Regions from separate parts of the Gossypium arboreum genome. Here region 2 is linked to region 1. A link is a contact called in public Hi-C data. All regions are on one chromosome and are shown on one strand. The core of a region is the stretch at or near the end of the contact, and the rest is flanking DNA. Distances in the headings are between cores, read along the strand shown.

Region 1 (4,626 bases), core at 1,394-3,893:
GTCTATTAGGACTCCCATAAACAAAGGCGAAGAAAATAGGATGAGACAAGGATGAATGCCAAACCCGAGACATAATAAAATACGGATGGCTACGAATCACATCATGACTAACAGAGTCTCTCCATCCTAGCTAAATGCCCCCTGAATATCCAATTGCTTCTACTCGATGTGAATACTGGAAACCCAACTTAGCAATAATATTGTCAGCATTAGACCCACTGAGTCTCGGTTCAAATAGATTAATAATATCCGGTTTGTACTAGATATTATATTCCCAAAAAATTTTGGGAAATTTCGCACTTGCATATCCCTGACAATTCCACGACAAGATAGTGATATTCATTAATAAAAATTAAAAAGTTGGGATAACATACCTAACTGTTCAGACCGATATTGTTATCCGTCTTTGATCCAGCACCATCAACCTCAGCATTTGAGCACTCATTAAGGATTTGAGGGGATAAAAGTTCAGCCACTGTTTCCATAGATTTAGCTAAAGGAACACGCGTGGTTCCCGAGGATTTAAAACGGTTCCCTCGACCTTGTAGAGCGATATAAGCTCTCTTAGAACTTCGACTACCCCTGTCTTTACCCCCACCTCTTCGATCTTTGGAACCATTAGATTCCGATTGCAAGTTAAAATTGGGGATTCCACAGATTTTAAGGTTAAATTATCCTGTATAGATAAATAAAATTTTTTATTAAAACTAAAAGCAGAGTGCTTACCTGGATCAAGGGTATTATCAGATATAGGGACGATAAAAACCTCGGATTCGTCAAAAATCAGATTATAATAAGCTTTAATATTTTCTAAATCCTCAGCTTCATTGTTTTCTTGTACGTTAGAAACCAAATTGCCTTGAGAAATTGCGCATTCCAAATAAATGTTTTTTGGTATATCCACCTTTTTTGTTCCTGCGCCATTAGAAATAACCAAATTAGAATTAGAAAAATTTCCAAAAGCCTTCCTGTTATTTTCCCCTAATCCGCTTACTCCTATTGGCCTTTTTCCTAGGCTCTTGTCTAAAGATTTTTTGTAATTTTGGCCCAAATTTTTCTACCCATTTTTGCTCGTTATTTCCTTCCCGATGGGCCTATTAGAAAAACCCAAATCCATCAAGTCTCTTTGACCTGGCTCACTAGCCGATTAATCCACTTCAATAAAATCCCTAAAATCCCTACTCCTTGCCTTGTCTGCCATCTTATCCCCTAGATCATTCCCAAAAATCCTCTCTGCAGACTGTCCCGATTTCACTCCCAAATTTTCATCCTCTAACAGCACCGAAAATCTGAAACCAATAGCGACTTTATTCTGATTCGCCGGAGCCTCCGTTTTGTTTCCCCACTTTTCTCGCCGAGAAGACCTCATTTCCATCAGCATCCATGGCCCGAAATTCAGGTTGGTGACTGATACAGGTTTTTCCTCGTTCAAGCACCCCGCCAGAAAAGATCCCTCCATGGCTGTTGACTACTCGGGAGAATTATTTGCCGAGTTCGCCAAATTCGCAAATTTTTGGTTCGCCATAGCCGAAGTACACAAATCTTTAACATGTCCGTATTTGCCACACACAAAACACACAATCGGAAGGGCCTCATATTCGACTCGTTGAGTAACTCTGTCAACATATATTTGTGAAATCAGTGGCCTATCTAGATTGATATAACCTGCTAATCTTGCAAAACGGCCTCTGGTCTGATTTTCAGTTTGTAAATCCAGTTTAACCACCTTTCCAATAAGGCCTCCGATAGCCTCAATGATTTTCCGTTTATACAAATTGCTCGGGAGATTCGACAATCGAATCCATGTTAGCACCATACTCGGGTAAGGTTACATTGGATTGAAATGCTTAGACCAAGGTTGTACGGTCAGGTACTAGCCATAAACTGTCCACGGACCCTGTGAAAGAGTTTTGTTGTAATATCTAAGATCCTGAAATTTCACAAAAAAATATCCGTTAGCGATATCCATTAACCGAATAGAATTCACAAGCTTCCAAAAAAAAAAGAATGCAATTATAAATGGTGTTATAGCCAATGTTTCGCCCTAGGAGTTTAACGATGACTGTCAACTCCATTTATTTGAAAATGATTTCCTTGACCCGATCCGAAAACTCAATCGCAGGAATCCCATCAATGATTGATGCATTAATGTCTCCTTCAAGTAACTCGAATTCATTTTCATTCGCGGTAGAAGGCACTGCCCGAACTGAGTTAGTGACATCATCTTGTTTCCCTAGTAATTTGTCTTTCCACTACACGATCTGTTGTGGCACGGGATCCACAGCCATAGAATTTTCATCGTCAACAACAGACTCTTTAAATCTCACTTTTTGGGTGTTACGATCACCGTTGGAGTGAGTGTCACCCTCCCCAACATTGCCGAAAATTTGCGAAGTTGAGAGCATTTTAATTTTCAATGTGCTTTGTTATGCTCTTTTAAGTTTTGAAATTTTAATTTTTTAAGAATGACTAACTTGCTAATTATTGAAATTGAGATGGACTGAAAAAGTAGTTTTTACCATTCGAATCCCATCCTTGACAATTACATTGACCTATTCTTAAGCAAATGCTAAATTCATCAGTGACAAATCAAAATTTTCTACTTTTAATTTTGTGTTAAATTCTCATAACATCTTCGTAACCTTTCCCAAACATAAAACATTAGAGCTAAAAAGAACTTTTCGTCGACCAATAAGAATCAAGCACTCAACCATCACGATCCGTGTCTTCCCTCTATAATCTAATCCCAACCGTCCTTCTCCTCTCAGAAAACACAACTTGTGGCAGTTTTTACCGTCAGATTTCATACAAAAGAAACACACGGATAGTAAATACTAACCGTTAGATCAACTTCATTAACAACCCCCGCAACCTTCTACAAATAGCTCTCAATTGCATCACTTTTCGAACGTTTGATCCAGAAGATAACAAAGCGTTTGTCTTAGATCTCAGAGTTAGTCACCTTCTCTCGCTCTCTTAGCTTTTATTTATTTGTTTATTTTTATAATAAATTAGGGTTTGTGAATTCTGATTCTTCTATTTTGTTTTTGTACTTCATGTTGTGTAAGTTGAATTAGGGAAATAGGGGAGGTAAGGTTGAATTTATTTATAATTAGGGCACTCTTATTCTGTTCTGAGTTCATTTAGGACCTTCGACTTCTGTTTTAATTATTATTCTGATTTTCTTTTTTGGCTTAGAAGTTTTCTAGTTTGAAAATTAGGGCTTTTGGGAATTATACAGTAATTATCTAAGATCTGGCTTTTCTGTGTTATGTTTGGTAGTTCATGAGAAAATGTAACTAGTTTTATATTTTTTAATTGTCTTCTGAAATTATTCATATCTTTGCAGAGATGGCCCGTACCAAGCAAACTGCGCGTAAGTCGACTGGTGGGAAGGCTCCAAGGAAGCAACTTGCTACCAAGGTGATTCATTGTATTGCATTCAAAACATTATACGGTTTACCAAATTTGAGCTTTCTTGTTCTGTAATTAACTTCTGAAATATCTCTGTTGTATAACAGGCTGCCCGTAAATCTGCCCCAACCACCGGTGGTGTGAAGAAGCCTCATCGCTACCGTCCTGGAACTGTTGCTCTTCGGTATTCTTTCATATTTTCTAAACATTGTTCTTGTTCTTATGAGTGTGGGTGTTTCGTTTTATGGGTTTTTAACATATTGTAATTCATTTTTACAGTGAAATTCGAAAGTACCAGAAGAGTACTGAGCTTCTTATCAGGAAATTGCCTTTCCAGAGGCTTGTTCGTGAAATTGCCCAGGACTTCAAGGTACGGAATATCTCTATTATTGTGTCAATTCCTTGGCAATTGATGGTATTGTCTTTTGGTTGACAATCATTGATATGATCTTTGTTTGCAGACTGATTTGCGTTTCCAGAGCCATGCCGTTCTTGCTCTTCAGGAAGCTGCAGAAGCATACCTTGTGGGTCTCTTTGAAGACACCAACCTGTGTGCGATCCACGCCAAGCGTGTTACTATAATGCCCAAGGACATCCAGTTGGCTCGTAGGATCAGGGGCGAGCGTGCTTAATTTCCAAGTGTGTTGATCACTTACTTAGAATGGAGAAACTATTGTTTGTTGTTAAGCAGATGTATTGTACTATTTTTTTTTATGTTTAATTTTATTCCTCTTTTAGGCCAATATTAAAAGATAGGTTTATCTTAGTGCTGAGGTTCAATGTTATGATGAAATGGGGTTATGGTGGAGAGTGTGATGTCTGATATTTTAATGGTTAAGAACTCATGTCTGGTATAGTTTGTTTAAATGTGCTTCCTGATCAAAACTAGTGACTTCGAATATTTATTCATATATTGAAAAGCAAATCTTGTTTAGTCGTGTTGTGGAATCAGCCCGTGAAGAGAATATTTTGGAGGGGGCATGTTTAAATTTATGGGCTTAAATTTGTAAACCTGCCGGAAAGAGCGATTGAACCAGGTCGGTAATGAAAATGTGTCCATGGGAAAAGTGGGACGCGTGTTTTTCAGCGTATCTTATTACTGTGGTCAGCGTAAAATAAAGAAATGATATTGGTGCTTTTGTTAAGAGGCTCAAGATGTTTTGTGCTTACAAGTGGCATTTAAGGTGAAATTTTTGGTTCCAAGAATTTGAA
Region 2 (4,626 bases), core at 658-3,157, 47 kb before region 1:
TGACATCAATCAAAGGAATTTTATTAAATTAGAATATGTGACATTTTTAAAATAAAAAATAGTTTCGTAGCCAAAACTACATGCATAGATGGCTACATTAGCAAATAAAAATGTAGAGTTTAGGATTATAAAGTTTTCGATTCTAAATTTAGAGTTGTAAAATTCTTTAAAATTGTTTGATAGAAGTAGAGTAAAAGTCGATACATGATTCAATTTAATAAAGTTATTTTTATTATAGTGTTGTCCATTGGACTCTAATTATTAAATCAAAATAGTAGAGTGACTACTAGTAAGTGGTTGGATGAAGTGGAAGTAGACTTCTTCCTTGAACCAAATTCGTATTCTGGAGTTATCATTGTTGAGAAGGTTTTACCTAAATATTACTCTCAACCTGAACAGGATTATGCTTAGATCGTAAAACAACCTGAATAGGATTATGCTTAGATCGTAAAACAAATGAAAACACCTATAATTATATACCAAATAAAAATAGTAGAGTGGGTAAAGTTTAAATACACAAAGATTACATGGATTATGAGAAAGTTAAACTTTTTTAGTTATGTATACATATTACGTAACGTCTTACGCTCATCTACGAATACAAATAAACAAAATCCTAATTTTTTCCTCTTGCGGGAAGAAAAGAATTTCCATCAAATATACAATAAAAAACTAATTGTTGTGTTGGTTAAAAGAAAAATATTCTATACTAGTAACATGTTCTTACTTTCTCAAGTGTTTTTGTAATATTATGTTACTAATATTCTACTATATATTTAAGACATGTTGTTTAATATTTTTATTTTTATTTCGAGTAATTTATTCTTTATATTTATAGAATTTAAAAATATAAGTTTAATTATTAACATTATTTTTTATTAAATTTAAGATCATTACAATGTAAATTATTATTATTATTATTACACTACAAGGCAGTATTTTGTTATTCCAAAGTGTCGCATCTATGAATTTAGCAAAATAAATTTGTCAATTGGACATGAATTTTAAAGCCGGAAAATAAAAAATTAAATTCCTATAAATATAGAAAGAATAAATTTTAAATATATGAAAAATACATGTACTTGAAACATATTTTAACCTACAAATTTAATTTTAAATTAAACTCCTACACATGAATATCTGATTTATGAATAATGTATGTCAAAATAAAAATTTAATAAAACGAATCAAACTTAAATTTTAACATTTTTATTTGAATCAAATTTAAACAAAATTCTATACGTATTTTTCAACCCGAATCAGGCCAAAACTTAACGCAGAAGCTTAAAATTTTAGTTTAGCCTAGCGGTAACCATCAACACCTGTGTTTTTCATATGGCTGTTTTTTAATATTAAGTTTTTCTATTTTTTATTTCTCAATGCACGTGTGGGGATTGTAAAAGCTAACGTCACGGCCTACTGCAAACATTTCAATGTACACGATCTCCACACTGATCCAACGGCGATAAAACAAACATTTGTTATCCTAACTCACCCACCTGAAATCCAACCCTGTTTTCTTTATAGAACGAACTTTCTGGGAAACCGACAGGAAATTTGTTTCCCACCCCTAAGTTGTCTATATATATATCCACCCAAACCAAACCAAAAGACATCAACAGTCGAAAAACTCCAAAAAAAAAAAAAAGATTATTATGGGGTTCTCTAAATCAAGCTATAAATGCAACAAGCACCCAGATCACCAAGAAAATCAAGGGGTTTGTCCATCATGTTTAAGGGAAAGATTATCTCGTCTTTGTTCTTCATCTTCTTCATATAAAGATTCTAGCTTAAGAATCGCTTCGTCGTCATCTTTTTCTCCGGTTGAAAACCGATGGGGTTCTTCTTCTTTCACGGTAAACGTTGATACGAATGGCTTGAAGAAGAGTAGATCGGTTGCTTTTATTGCAAGAAACGATGATGAAGTTATTAACAATGGGGGGAAGAAGAAGAAAGGATTTTGGTCAAAGTTGCTTCGTTTCAAAGGGAAGAATGATAAGGATTTTCTTACCCATTCATCAAGTATGAGATTTGTTATTGGAAGAGTGAATTAATTGTTTCTTTTTTTATTGTTACAGAATCAAGGGGATTGAATTGAATGTTTTTGCAATTAACAAAGCTTGAATCAATATATTTATCCTTTTGATTATGGGTGTTTCAATTTCTTCCAAGAAACACAAAATTAGGTTTTAGGTAGGTGTTGTCTTTTGTTTATGCTCACGTCTTTCTCCATTTTTCATGCATATCATGAATGTTGACTTTTCATCCACCATTTACATTCAATTATTATAACTCACACCGTATATCTATTTTAAAAGTTTATATTTTATTGTGCTTTTTAATTACGTATTAATTCATATTAAAAGAATGGTTTGTGATGATATGATGATCAAAAGTATTTAGATTCGAGTCGCATGTAAATAATGTATGTACGGATTCACGAGACAAAAATGTTTGTATTATAAAGTGGGTTCAAAATTCCCAAAAAGATTACAGCCAATTTCGTTGAATTTGAAATAATCTGCAAGACAATCCTAGTCAAATGCTTCCTACTTTTCACAATTGTGTTAAACGTGCGGATTCCGACATTTATCATTGACCAGTTTTCGTCCAATCGTTTGCACACGTGTAATATGCTGAAAATAATTTCATTTTTCAACAAATAAATCGTTAGTTTCATACAAAAGAGATAAAAAGAAAAAGAAAAAGAAATCAAAGTAAAATCAATCATATACCAAAACAAAGAAGATGAGTAGAAAACCTAAACACAAGGCCAAATAAGGCATGATCGTAACCTTTGTCGGTTAATGAAGTGTAATACAATTATAAAATATCTATAATAACTCGATTTAAGATTCAACCCCCATAAAATATTCTTAAAATATAATTTTAAATCCTCTCATTTTTCTCCATTTCCATTAATATTGTGTATGAACATAAATTTTTATCTAATCCCGATTTAGATTAAAAATGTTAAATTTGTGCATGATTTGGTTCGCCAGATTAATTTTTTAGATTATTTTTATATAAAATAATTTTAAAAATATAATATATAAATACACTAAAAATGTTAAAATAATTGTTTCTTAACAAATTGAAAATACATTTAAAAAAGTTGAAATACTTAAATAACACTAAGATAGTTGCAACTTAGTAAACAAATGTCTCTAAAATAGTATCAAAATTAACAATAAAACAAGAGTTACACAATATCTAAACAATAACAACAAAATAGTAGCAATATAATCGCTACATGATAGCAAAATAGCTGATTGGGGTCTGGGCCAAAAAATTCTACCCAATACTTAATCTGTTTAAAAAACGGTGCTTATTTTTTGTTCAAGCTCTTTTTTGGGGCCTATATTTTTGCTAATACCCTTCCATTTTTTGGGCGAACCTTCGGACTTGGGCGAGTGGCCAACCCATAATTAGGTCTAACTGCCCGTTACTCCTTCAATTTCTCTTCACATACAATAGTATTTTCAGTACTCGTTCTTCCCCTAATTTTCTTCCCCTATAAATGTTACAAGCTTTAGCCTTAGTTGAGTTTTTCCTCTTCTTCTTTTTTCCTACTCGTTGTTGAAACTAAAGAACTCGTGGAATCTTAAGAGATACACTATCAGGCGAAATAATTTCACTACAGGAAAATAGGGCTTTAATGGCTTTTTTAGTGGCATTTGGACAAAAAACGCCGCAAACACAAAAAACTGAGCAATAGCGGCGTTTTTGGTCCAAACGCCGCTAAAAACTGAGTAATAGCGCTTTTGGTACCAACGCCACTAAAAACTGTGTAATAGCGGCGTTTTTGGTACAAACACCGTTAAAAACTAAGCAGTTGCGGCGTTTTTGGTCCAAACTGAGCAATAACGGCGTTTCTGGTCCAAACGCCGCAAAAAGTTGAACAGCGATTTTCGAGTAGGGTAACCGACACTCATTTCGATTTGATTTGATTTAATTTTCATATTATTTTCTTTTTTTTTTTAATTCGATTTTATTTTGATGTTTGAAACTGACTTTATAAAAAATATAAACAACACCATTCACTTATCTATGAAAAAGTTTCATTTTAGTTACTTAATTACGAAAAGTTACAAATTGATAACTAAACTATTTAGAAGTTTTCATTTAAGTTACCAAGCTGTTAAAATCGACGCCGTATGGCTTTCTCTAATCCCCTAAACCTTAAATATTAAACCCTAAATTTTAAAAACCTAAACACTTAAACCCTAAACCTTAAATTCTAAAAACATATACCCTAAACACTAATCCATAAACCCCAAAATCGTAAACCTTAAAAAAATTCATATGGACGTTGATGTGTATATACATAAATATTAATGTAAAAGCTTATGTTTATAATAAATTGTGGATGCAATACTTAATATTGATTACGTAACACCCCTAACCCATATCAGTCGCTGAATTAGGGTTACGAGGTATTACTAGTAAAAAAAATACAAATTAAAACAATCACATACACATACTTGAATTTCAATAGTCAATTTAATCTCTACTACCACATAGCTGAATATACTTTTAATTTAAACTCATAATACATGTAGATAAACAAACTTCATTACAACTTAGTCGCATACTATAACCATATACAAATGGATTACACGAAAT

The links. Hi-C and Micro-C count contacts between places; a contact is called where the count stands out from the background.
Region 2: a contact with region 1 is called in a Hi-C map of leaf, with 3 times the contacts expected there. The contact joins the enhancer-like site here to the promoter of LOC108467150 in region 1. A contact is called at or near these places in 2 of 5 Hi-C or Micro-C datasets (both in leaf).

Annotation. Positions count from the first base shown.
Region 1 is chr2:6,036,315-6,040,940 of ASM2569848v2, reverse strand. LOC108467150 (histone H3.3) reads left to right here and starts at 2,643. Exons shown (of 5, transcript XM_053023965.1): 1 at 2,643-2,953; 2 at 3,350-3,423; 3 at 3,522-3,598; 4 at 3,694-3,784; 5 at 3,876-4,299. The coding sequence starts at 3,352. The coding sequence ends at 4,046.
Region 2 is chr2:6,083,077-6,087,702 of ASM2569848v2, reverse strand. No RefSeq gene overlaps it. Among protein-coding and RNA genes, the nearest start is that of LOC108467150, 47 kb to the right of the region's middle. Within about 2 kb of position 1,907, at least 2 of the 2 cell types and tissues checked have an H3K27ac peak or open chromatin away from gene starts, as enhancers often do. A contact at or near this core is called in leaf, where this site is marked.